Regions from separate parts of the Macaca mulatta genome. Here regions 2 and 3 are each linked to region 1. The links are chromatin contacts, called in public Hi-C maps. All regions are on one chromosome and are shown on one strand. Each heading gives the region's core, a stretch centred on a gene start, on an enhancer-like site or on the middle of the called end of the contact. The rest is flanking DNA. Distances are from core to core; before and after follow the strand shown.

Evidence for each region. A called contact is a pair of places that touch in the nucleus more often than the background predicts.
Region 2: a contact with region 1 is called in a Hi-C map of fetal cortex germinal zone, with 2.3 times the contacts expected there. The contact joins the promoter of HIPK3 here to the promoter of CSTF3 in region 1. A contact is called at or near these places in 4 of 14 Hi-C or Micro-C datasets (cortical neurons, fetal cortex germinal zone, fetal cortical plate and 1 more).
Region 3: a contact with region 1 is called in a Hi-C map of fetal cortex germinal zone, with 2.2 times the contacts expected there. The contact joins the promoter of TCP11L1 here to the promoter of CSTF3 in region 1. A contact is called at or near these places in 2 of 14 Hi-C or Micro-C datasets (fetal cortex germinal zone and liver).

Annotation. Positions count from the first base shown.
Region 1 is chr14:32,115,681-32,119,384 of T2T-MMU8v2.0, forward strand. CSTF3 (cleavage stimulation factor subunit 3) reads left to right here and starts at 1,675. Exons shown (of 21, transcript NM_001257622.1): 1 at 1,675-1,860. The coding sequence starts at 1,834.
Region 2 is chr14:32,025,823-32,029,645 of T2T-MMU8v2.0, forward strand. HIPK3 (homeodomain interacting protein kinase 3) reads right to left here and starts at 2,170. Exons shown (of 15, transcript XM_077963109.1): 1 at 1,647-2,170.
Region 3 is chr14:32,236,917-32,240,977 of T2T-MMU8v2.0, forward strand. It overlaps TCP11L1 (t-complex 11 like 1), which reads right to left and starts at 2,604. Exons shown (of 10, transcript NM_001194784.2): 1 at 2,236-2,604.

The DNA.
Region 1 (3,704 bases), core at 425-2,924:
GCCTGTAATCCCAGCTACTCGGGAGGTTGAGGCAGGAGAATCGTTTGAACCCGGGAGGCGTAGGGTGCAGTGAGCTGAGATCGCACCACTGCACTCTGGCCTGGACGACAGAGCAAGACTCTGCCTCAAGAGAAAAAAAAAAAAAATCCCAAATGTTCCAAAACTCAAAATGCTCCAAAATCTAACTTTTTAAGCACTGACATGACTCTCAAAGGAAATGCTCATTGGAGCATTTCAGATTTTGGATTTTTTGATTAGGGATGCTAAATTGGTAAGTATATATACGTAAAACACTTTCATATTCTGCTTTTCTTTATTTAATACGGTGGTTGCCTTTCTATGTCAGTCATCGTACATTAGCATCGGTTTGCTGCGTGACATTCTATTGCAGAGATAAATCTTGTGATATTTTTAACTAGTCCTCCATTGCTGGATGGGGCAATGAACATCTGTTAATACACATCTTTTGCCCATGTGTCTGATTATTTTAAGGGTAAGATTTCAGCCTGTGGAAAGGGAGTAAGTGTAAGTTTGAGCAGAGGAAAGGAGATCTAAAAGAATAAGGCGAGTCTGGGAACAGTTCAACAGGTTACTCTGGGGCATCGAACCCCTGTAGGCGAGAAATGCTTGCAGACATCTTACAATGACGCTTAAATGGAAGAGCAGTTTCAGAAGACTTAGCTCATTTAATTTTTTTTTTTTTTTTGATAGGGAGTCTCGCTCTGTTGCCCGGGTTGGAGTGCAGTGGCATGATCTCGGCTCACTGTATTTTTAGTAAAGACGGGGTTTCACGGTGTTAGCCAGGATGGTCTCAATCTCCTTACCTCATGATCCGCCCGCCCCGGCCTCCCAAAGTGCTGCGATTACCGGCGTGAGCCACCACGCCCGGCCTAGAACTCCTGATCCATTCGTCTTGGCCACCCAAAGTGCTGGGATTACAGGCGTGGGTCACCACGCCCGGTCAATCTCATTTAATCTTAATGCCAGATACTGTTCCTAACACCTTTCTATGTATGATTTATTTCAGTTGCAGGTACTATTATTCCCACCTATAGGCCAGAAAGCTGAGGTACAAAGTTTAATTGCCCAGAGTTACTTATCTTAGTTAAAATCCAAGCAGTCTGGGCTCCAAACAATCATATCCACTTTGCAGTCAAGGAACCATGCTGAGATTTTGAGCTGAAAATCCAGGTCTCACAGACTTCAAAGCTTTCTACATAAGAGTAGACGGCGGCAGTAAAAATTAACGTGGGCTTGATCTATCCCTCCCACCCCCAAGAAAAGTAAAAAGCAGGAACTGAGACCAGAGAAAACCTTCACGGATTCCTTATCCCCTAAATATAGGAGGCATTTAACGCTTAGCATTGCTGACTAGCAATCAGGCTTCAACCGTGAGAAGCCAGGCTCTAAAGCTTTTTAACTGAATTCCAAAAAGCGCGCGAGCCTCCAGGCGAAACAGATTCCCGCCTTCCAGCCGGTTAGAGCCGGCTCAGCAACAGCCTCTCCAGGCCGGGGTAGTGACGTCAGCCCAGGAATTGGGCCCGCCCCGGGATCTCGCTGCCTTCTGCACGTTCGGAATAACCAACGAGTCGCCGAAATTAGCCCCGCCCACTGCCCCGGAAGTTAATGCGGAAGCCACACACCCCCCCTCCTCGGCCGGCAGGGGCGCAGCCATTTTAATTCATATCTGAGTGGGCGGTGGCGATTGGTGTTGGCGGTCTGGCTCAGCTGGGCAGGGGGTAACTTTACTGATTTGGGGGTGGTTTTTAGTTTAATTTTTCTTTTCTAGCTTCCCATCGACGGTCAGTGCGCACGTTGTAATCAGCTGAGGCCATGTCAGGAGACGGAGCCACGGAGCAGGTGAGGAAGGAGAGTGGTGGGGCCTCGTGGCGACCTCTTCTCCACGTCTGTTCCTCCGACTGCTCCAGACATGTTCGCCTGAGGAAGGAATTGGGTCTAGTGAACCCGGGGGACAGGGTATATACAAGAGTGGTGGGAATGGGGAGCAAGATCTGATTAAAATTTAATTTTTTTTTACTTCCCTGTCTTAGGCACGAATACGAGTAAATACTTGATTTAGACAATAGCCGGTAGGCTGCTTCGTCCTATTTAGATTCATGGGACTACTCCAGATGGGATGCTTTCCTTTGATATCGCTTTGGTGTTAGAGTGGATAGGAATTATTTTAACGCGCACCCGCCGTTTTAGAAAAACTTGACAGTGTTTCTTTCACCCAGCCAAATGTAGTGTACCCAGAAATAGGTTACTAGTTTGAGAAATATTTGAGACAAAGCTAATCTGGAGAATTAAGATTTAAGAGAGCGAGTGAAGAAAGAAGCAAGTTATGCTGTGGTTTTGGGAATATTGTGGCTTTTTTTCGTTTTCTTCCTTTTCTTCCTTTTAGTCACATTTCATTTTCGTTTTTCCAGCTACATAAACATTGCAGGTATATTATAAGTTGAAAATGAGAAGTCTGTTTTGGCCACTGTAAATAAAAGCATGTTTTAGTAGTAAATATGGGTGACAACTAAATATTTAAAAATTCAGACTTTTAGGTTAGATCAGTGTGGTTTGTTTTTTTTCCCCTTTGTATTCAGAATTTTGTAGGAGAGTACCTTTTAGTGTGAGAGAGGAAACAAAATAGTTTTGAAAGATGCCATTAAATTTGTTTTTCGATCTAAGTCCTGGTGTGTTTAGATAAATACAGTTTCTAAAATGGAGGCTAGGTAGCCTGCAGTCTCAATTTCCTGAAATTTCCCATTGCCATAGCAACGACATGCACTTAGATTTTCATTTTTCAGGTTCCCTAGCTTATAACGTGGAAGATGTTATTGAAGGTTGACAGAGATGAGGCAAAATAGGAGTGTTCTACTGCATAGTCTGTAAGACTGTAGATTTCATTTTGTCGGCAGTTTGACTAAATTGTTTTGTGTTTGCTCGAGGACTGGTTTCAGTCCAGAAATCTTCGCACTATTTACATTTTACATACTGTTAGCATGCCCGAGCATGCGAAGTCTTAAAATTACCGTATCAAAACTGTTTACCTCTTTTCTGATCTAGTATTTGTCATCTGAAAGTGAAGGATTAATTAACTGAGGTTTCATTGAAAGTTTCCGAAATTTGGGCCGGGCGCGGTGGCTCAAGCCTGTAATCCCAGCACTTTGGGAGGCCGAGACGGGTGGATCACGAGGTCAGGAGATCGAGACTATCCTGGCTAACACGGTGAAACCCCGTCTCTACTAAAAAAAAATACAAAAAACTAGCCGGGCGAGGTGGCGGGCGCCTGTAGTCCCAGCTACTCGGGAGGCTGAGGCAGGAGAATGGCGTGAACCCGGGAGGCGGAGCTTGCAGTGAGAGCTGAGATCCGGCCACTGCACTTCAGCCTGGGCGACAGAGCGAGACTCCGTCTCAAAAAAAAAAAAGAAAGTTTCCGAAATTCATCGTTAATCTTAGAATTTATCTAAAATTACAAAGACACAGAAATGTTACCATGACCTCTTGAATGTTTTAGAACTGTGGTGTTTCAATGGGACAGACAGATGGTGGTCAAAATTGTCGAAAAATAATTTCCCCCAAGGGTTTTATTGTGCAAAGTTTAGAACATAGAGAAAAGTTCAAATAAAAGTGCAGTGAACACCTGTAGGACAACTCTTCACCTGGAATCAACAGTTGAAAGCCTTGCCATACTTGCTTTATCTCCCCAT
Region 2 (3,823 bases), core at 920-3,419, 89 kb before region 1:
CAATTACTGATAAGTGTCACGAAAGCATAAGATAATCAATAAAACTATGAAAACTTTTTTAAAAAAGGTCAGTCATATTTTGTTTACTTAAAATACTAAGCTTAATCATGACCTATCTAAACCTTATCATTGCTCATTGTATAAAATTAGCACTGCACTTGCAAACATAAGCAGAATCTAGACTTATCAAACATATGGTGAGACTTCACCAGCTTCTGAAAAATTAAATAAGAATATAGGATTAAAATGTCTTAGTTGGGTAAACAGTAACCACCGTTACGGCTCAAGACTTTTCATCAAAAAATCTGATCAGAAAAGAAACCTCTTTAAAAATTTTAAAGAGCCCAGCAACCAAAACTTTGAAATTAACTGAAATGGTTTGAATATAAGTACTCCCACTTCAGAAGCTACAGCTAAAAGCAAATACCTAAAACAGCAAAAAGGGAAAAAGCGTCAGCAGATCTCCAAACTACTAGAAAGTACGCAAAAGCACACGCGCAGACTGGTTTGCCAGCTAACTTTCCCGGCCCTGTACCAGACAGACATCAAAACAAAGTTGACAATAGAACCAACTATGATCTTTCCCTCTAAACTGGACGATAAACTGAAATTTTTTGCTGTTGCTAATAGAAGCCCCTTATTATAATTAGAAGCAGCCAACTGACAGGTGGAAAAACAAATTCCCTAACAGAGCAGTAAGAGGTTGTGAAAACACGGTTCAAAGGCCTGAACGTGTTACGACTACTCTGTAACAAGTCCAGGGTAATTTACGCATACACTCTTCAGCGCAATTCCTCAAGCAGAGATGAGACTGGGGAACAACAGGATTCCCCGAGAGCCACATACCATTTTACAACAGCCGTCTCCCTCCCGACAGAGAAACAGACATTCTCCTCCAAAGTCTTTCTGCCAGTTCTCCTAGTGCGGCGAAGGGAAGCGAGCGGCCGCCACCGTAACGAGAGAAGCCGGCAACAGCCCCGCCGCGCGGCCGCCACGCCTTCCTCCCGCCGCCGCTGGGGACGCGGAGCCGCGGATCACATTTCTCCACCCCAACAATCACACGCACGCACGTCCCCAGAGTTGACACCCTGCAAACCCGCCGCTCCGCGACGCTGGGGACGGGGCCACAAAGCCGGGGACGGGGCCATCGGCTGGGGTGCTCAAGCTGCGTGCGTGCGCGTGTTTGCGTTTGTTCCCCTTAATGAAAGGAAAGAGATCTCCGTCGTTACGGCCTTGGGCTGCCGAGGGGGAAGAGGCTCCCCGTGGGACTAAACAAAACTTCGGTTGCTGGGAAGAGCCGTTGCGCAACCTTGGCAGGGGGAGGGGGAGGCCCAGGCCCCCGAGCCCCGGCCAGGCGCGGCTTCCCGGAGGCTGCGGCCCCCGCGTCCGGCGGCCCAGGGCCTGGCGTGGCGCCGGCTTCGAGGGAGCGGCCCATACCGGGCCACACCACGGGGGCTAGGGCGGAAACTGGGAGCACGAGAGCACTGGGGATGCGGATGGGGCACGGGACGCGCAACGAGTGCAGGCCGCTCCGGAGGGGTCGGGCCAGACCCGGGTCAGGCTTGGGGTTCGCTGGCCGTGGAGCCCGCGGACGGAGCCGATCCCCACACCCCGGGGTGGCGGCGCCCCTCGCTCGACTCCCTTACCTTCCTAGAGGCCTGCGCTCTCTCCTCTTCGGGCGGCCGCAGCCCTGAGCATGTCCGGGGTGGGGCGCAGAGCCGTGCCGGGGACTGGGAGCCAGGCGCTTCAGCAGGCGGCACCACCCAGCCCGGGCTCAGCCCCTCTCCGCGGCCGCTGCCATCTTGTCCTGGCGGCTGAGAGGAAACGGCGAAACACCCTCCCGCGACCGCTGCCGCTGCTGCTGCTACTGCTGCTGCTGCTGCTCTGGCTGCTAAGCGCCGGGCCTGTCTCCCTCATCTTCCTTCCCGGGGATTTGGGGTGGGGACGGCTTAGCTAGGGCGAGGGGTAGTGGGAGGCCGGTTGGCCTCCGGCTGCTGGGGCCTACGGGCGACGCAGGGTGCGGGGCCCACGGCGGTTGGGGCCCATTCCTGACGCCCCGGCCGGGAGCGGAGAAGGAAGACAGGCGGGAGTGGCGGCGACGACGGGGCCCACGGCTTGATCTCCTCAGGTCGCCGAGATGCCGGCAGTCGTCACTGAGGCAGCTGCTACCAGCCGCCCCAGCCTCGGGCCCCTCCTCCGCGCCCGCCGGCCTCGGCCACCGCCTCCGCAGCGCCACCGCCCGCCCGGCAGCGCTGCACGCCCAGCCCGGGCGGCTCCGCTCCGCTCTGGCCGCTGCTCCTCCGTGAAGCCCCTCCCCGGGGTCCGCCCGCCAGTCCGCAGCCGCGCCCTTGTCTCCCGGAGTCCGCCTGGCAGCCCGTGCGGCCCCGACCCGGAGTCCCACAAGCCAAGCCTCCCGCGAAAGAAGCATCCATCAGTCCCGCGCTGCTATTCTGAACCTCACTCCATGCCCCCTCCGCCAGAAATACACATTTTAAAAAATATCCCAATACCCGAAGAAAGGATTAAGATGCGGAAGCAGGATTTTACAGGCCTTTCGAGATCCCGGAACCGTAATTAAGGATCTGTTTCTCGGCATTTAGTCGTTAAGGGTCCAAAAATACGGAAAGGGGAAATGCTCAGTCAAATGAACTACCTCAATCTAAAATAGATTCTGCCCGCTCCCCTATCCCAAAGAGTGAAGAGAATTGTAACGCCAGGTTAAAGGATGGGGGAAAGGTTCTCTTGGAAATTTTTCAAGAGCACCTCTACTGTCCAAAACCCCGTAATTGTGAAGTTCGCCCACCTCCACATTGGTGATTCTCCATTAAATTAGTCGGTTTAACCCCCAAAGATCAGTTTCCTTCCTCTTGGAGATTAGGAAATCAACAGAATGGCCTGTTTCAACTCACATAATCGTGGAACCATAGAATTTTAGGAATGAAAGAACCTTTGCGATCCTTGGTCCCAACTCTTACACTCAGGAGTTCCAAGAAGTTTAGGTGACATAACCAAGGTTATGCAGTAAAGCCCGTGTCTCCCACCCGCTCTTTCCTCCTTACTTTTCCCTAGGAAACAAATGGCTTTCTAATACCTCACATTCAGAGTTGATTTTCTTTAATACCGGTTCCGTCAGGTTCCCTTTGTTCTGAATCAATGTCTAACCTTTTGGGAAACAAACACCTTTCTCTCTGGAATGGAAGTGTCCTTTTTTTGTTTCCTTCATAATCTTAACTAGGAAGATTGAATTTACCACAGATGTATTTATTCCCAGACATTTCCTTTTTTTTTTTTTTTTTTTTGAGACGGAGTCTCGCTCTGTCACCCAGGCTGGAGTGCTGTGGCCGGATCTCAGCTCACTGCAAGCTCCGCCTCCCGGGTTCCCGCCATTCTCCTGCCTCAGGCTCCCGAGTAGCCGGGACTACAGGCGCCCGCCACCTCGCCCGGCTAGTTTTTTTTTTGTATTTTTTAGTAGAGACGGGGTTTCACCGTGTTAGCCAGGATGGTCTCGATCTCCTGACCTCGTGATCCGCCCGTCTCGGCCTCCCAAAGTGCTGGGATTACAGGCTTGAGCCACCGCGCCCGGCTATTCCCAGACATTTTCTATTGCAGTAACTGGGGCAGGGCAAAGGGAGTGGCAAATTGCTGCATATATAATAATACACATTTAATCCCTGCTGCTCTTCAAACCGGAAGATGAGTATTTTGGAGAATGCCTTTAAGAGACAAAGGAGGCCGGGCGCGGTGGCTCACACTTGTAATCCCAGCACTTTGGGAGGCTGAGGCGGGTGAATCACCTGTGGTTGGTCAGGAGTTCAAGACCAGC
Region 3 (4,061 bases), core at 1,354-3,853, 120 kb after region 1:
AAATAATCAACATTTGTAACATCAGCACTTGAAGATCACAAAACATTTTCATAAGCACTAATTAGACTTTCTTACACACAGGGAACATAATCAAGTGATCAAAAGAAATGTCAACTGATTTAGGGAGTTTGGCAGACTGTGTTCTGCATATTAGAGAGGTGAAGAATCACCTGATAGAATTATGTGACATTTCAGAGAACTCCATTAAACAGAATGAAGTTACTGGAATTGAAATATTCAGGCCTGCTTTTTTTTTTTTTTTGAGACAGACTCTTGCACTGTTGCCCAGATTGAAGTGCAGTGGCGCCATCTCGACTCAGCTCACTGCAACCTCTGCCTCCTGGGTTCAAGGGATTCTTCTGCCTCAGCCTCCCCAGTAGCTGGGATTACAGGAACCCGCCACACGCCTTGCTAATTTTTGTATTTTTAGTAGAGATGGGGTTTCACTATGTTGGCCAGGCTCGTGTCTAACTCCTGACCTCTAGTGATCCGCCTGCCTCGGCCTCCCAAAATGCTGGGATTATAGGCGTGAGCCACTGTGCCTGACCCAGACCTGTATTAATATGAAGGTTGTTTTCATGTATTTCCCCTTTCTAGTCTCATTTTAGCTTCCAACACCCCACTGGAGACACCCATCTCCTCTGTATCCTAAATCCTATTAGGGTCAGGAAATGCTCCAAGATCCAAAGGATAACATTACCAGCATATTCTATGAGAAAGGACAAACAAAACGCTTCTAATTTTATCCTCTTCACACGCTGAGAAGGAGCCCAGGAGGGATGAAGTAATTCATTCTGTGCGGTGAGGAGGAAAGGCAGGATTTCTAGGTCTCTAATCAGCTTAGTAAACTAACCCCATCCTTTTATGATTGAGTTCAGGTCCTATCTCTTCCCAGGACACTTCCCAGACCTCACCAGTGATTGCACCTTTCTCAACTCCTGCAGGGCAGGCTAGTCGACATTTAGCATTTGTCACTGCCTTAAATTCAATTCAAAGTGTGCTTATTTAAATAGAAAGATGCAAATACATAGTCTAGAGGGGGAGGCAGACAGGCTTACAAGGAGCCATAATGAAACTTAAGCCTTAGTGGCATTATGAAATTGCCCAGGGAATATAGCAGAGGAAGAAACTAACTCCGCCTGGAAGGAGATTGAGAAAACCTTCCCAGAAAAGATGACATTTACACTGATCTTTAAAAGGAGTAGGATTTCACCTAGTTAAAACATGTCTGGAGGGGGAGAGGAGGTGAAAAGAAGGGCATTTCACTCAGAGGACAGAAGCCAAGGCACAAGAAAATCAGAAAAGGAAGTGGCTAGTGATAATGGAAAGATGCGTTGGGGCCAGATGGTAAAAGTGCTAGTTTTTATTTTAAAATTCTCCACCTAGATTTCGAACTTCTTACGAGCCAGGAAAAGTCATATTCCCCACTTATGCTCCATCCGTATATCCCCCAAATAGACACCCACAAGTATCTGTTGATAGAGATGAATCCCTACGTCATCTCTGTGATGTCATTGTATGTGGGAGGGGTGGGCGTTGGTTTCACACACACCTGGGCCCCAATTCTGGCTCTTTACTAGCTGAGTAACTTCAGTTTCCTCCTCTGTAAAATACAGCTACCTACCTGCTTGGTTTGGGGGAGACATGAAACGAGGGATCGTGCACGGCAGAGGCTGGCACACAGCAGGCCTTCTACAAATGGGAACTCTAATTAAAGGGCTCTAGGATGTGGCCAGGAACCATTTAATTTGCTTATATCGCGCGCATCCATTCAACCCCCACTGTGTCTAAAAAGAGAGCCGAGGGGAGGAGGATTCTCGCACTTGCCAAGAAGACGGTCATCCGTCGGGGCTGCACGCGGGCCTAGGCTGGACACAAGAGGCTCCCCAGCAGAAAGGGTCTTTCAGCAAAAGAAAGGGGCTCTGTCCCCGGCGCCGGGAATCACCTCCTCTGGCACTGAGCTCCACTCGCGCCCGGCGTCCGGATTCCGTTGTAAACAGCTGTTCTGGCCAGCGAGGGAGTGGCAGGGCCGGGAGCAGGGAGGACGCGGGCGCGCCGAGAGGGCGGCCTTGAGGGGTGAGCCCCACCCGCCCGCGGACCCCGCCTCTTCCTCGCCTGCCCCCGACATCCCGGGACGGGATCCGACGGGAAGAGACGAAGAGATGCCTGCGACTTGGACCGCGCGCCTCCCAGGCGGGCCCCGCCAGCCTCCGCCCCAGCTCCCGCTCTCCTCACCTGCCGCGGAGTCAGCGTTCTTCCTCCTGCCGCTCCCGCCGCGCGAATCAGGCGCGGGCTGGCGCCGCGGCGGAAGCCGGAGGGATGCGCGGCAGGCTGGGGGGGTTCAGCCTCTGCTCCTCCGAGGCCGCATCCCTCGCCACGCGGCGGGCGGTCCTCCCAGCCCGACTCGGGTGGGCAGCGGTCAGAGCGGCCGCTTCTCAGCATCAGGAAGGAGGAGACTGCTCTTGGCCGGGAGGCGCCAATATAGGGCAGCGCCATGTCTTCGTACGGAAAGGCAGGCGGTTCTTTCCCCTGCTTGCCGAAGGGGTTCAGTAAGCGGTGACTCGCAGCTGGGCGGCGCCATGTTTCTTCAGGGAGCGGTGGAAAGCGTGGCCGATGACCGCTGAGGGGGCTCCGTGGGCAGTGGCTCCGAGCCAAGAGTGGCCCGCTCAACGCAGCGAGGCGCCATTTTTCCGTACGGAAACGTAAGAGGAGCGGCCGAGTGCCCGCCGATGAGTCTCAGCGGGCTGTGGCTCGAAGCTGGGGATAGCCCGCCCCACGCAGGGAGGCGCCATGTTTCCATACGGAAAGGCGGAGGGCGCGGCCACATCCCAGTCCCTGGGATGGGTGACGGGAGGAGAAAGGGAGGCGGAGAAGGCGCGGGTCAGTCAAAAGAAGAAATACGAAGGAACTGCATCGGAAACCTTCCCCGTCCGTTCTTTGAAATTTAATTATGCCATCCTCTTTGTAGCTACACGAAGTTTATTCCCCTTCTCTCATTTTGGCTGTTTTTAAAAAAGTTGGGCCGGGCGCAGCGGCTCACGCCTGTAATCCCAGCACTTTGAGAGGCCGAAGCGGGCGGATCATGAGGTCAAGAAATCGAGACCATCCTGGCCAACATGGTGAAACCCTGTCTCTACCAAAAATACGAAAATTAGCTGGGCGTGGTGGCGCGCGCTTGTAGTCCCAGCTATTCGGGAGGCTGAGGCAGGAGAATCGCTTGAATCCAGGAGGCGGAGGATACAGTGAGCTGAGATAGCGCCACTGCACTCCATCCTGGAGACAGACCGAGACTCCGTCTCAAAAAAAAAAAAAAAAAAAAAAGCAACAAAGCAGTTGGAGTGAAATTGCTGTTTTCAAACACTGCTAAATAGATCACATGTGGGTAGTTATTGCTAACGTATTGAAGGCCGAGTGCAATACAAGACCCTCAAACCATTTACTGACTTGCATATTAAAGTCTTTTTGCTTTAAAAAAGAAAAAGACAAAAACAGTTCTCAGGTGAAGATTCCCTTTTTTGGAGGAAAAAACACCAAAAACCCTTAAGATACTCAACTAAATGGAACTGTTAAGACCTGCAAAGAAAACATGCAGTTCTTCTGAGTCTAGACTCATACCATAAAGTCTCCAATGTTTTTCAGCAGTGAGTACAACTTGCAATCTCAGGGGCAGGGGTTGGAAAACTATTATCCGAAACTCTGGGGCGTGATGCCAGACAAGTTTTAAAAGCTTCTCTGGGAAAGCAGGCTAGAACCACCTCCCTTACCTTCCTTAAAAGATTAATATGGCCGGGCTTAATGGCTCACGCCTGTAATCCTGACACTTAGGGAGGTCGAGGCGGGCGGATCACCTGAGGTCAGGGGTTCAAGACCAGCCTGGCCAACATGGCGAAACCCCGTCTGTACTAAAAATACAAAAATTAGCTGGGCATGGTGGCAGGCACCTGTAATCCCAGCTCCTGGGGAGGCTGAGGCAGAAGAATCACTTGAACCTGGGAGGTGGAGGTTGCAGTGAGCAGAGATTGCACCCCTGCACTCCAGCCTGGGTAACAGAGTGAAACTAC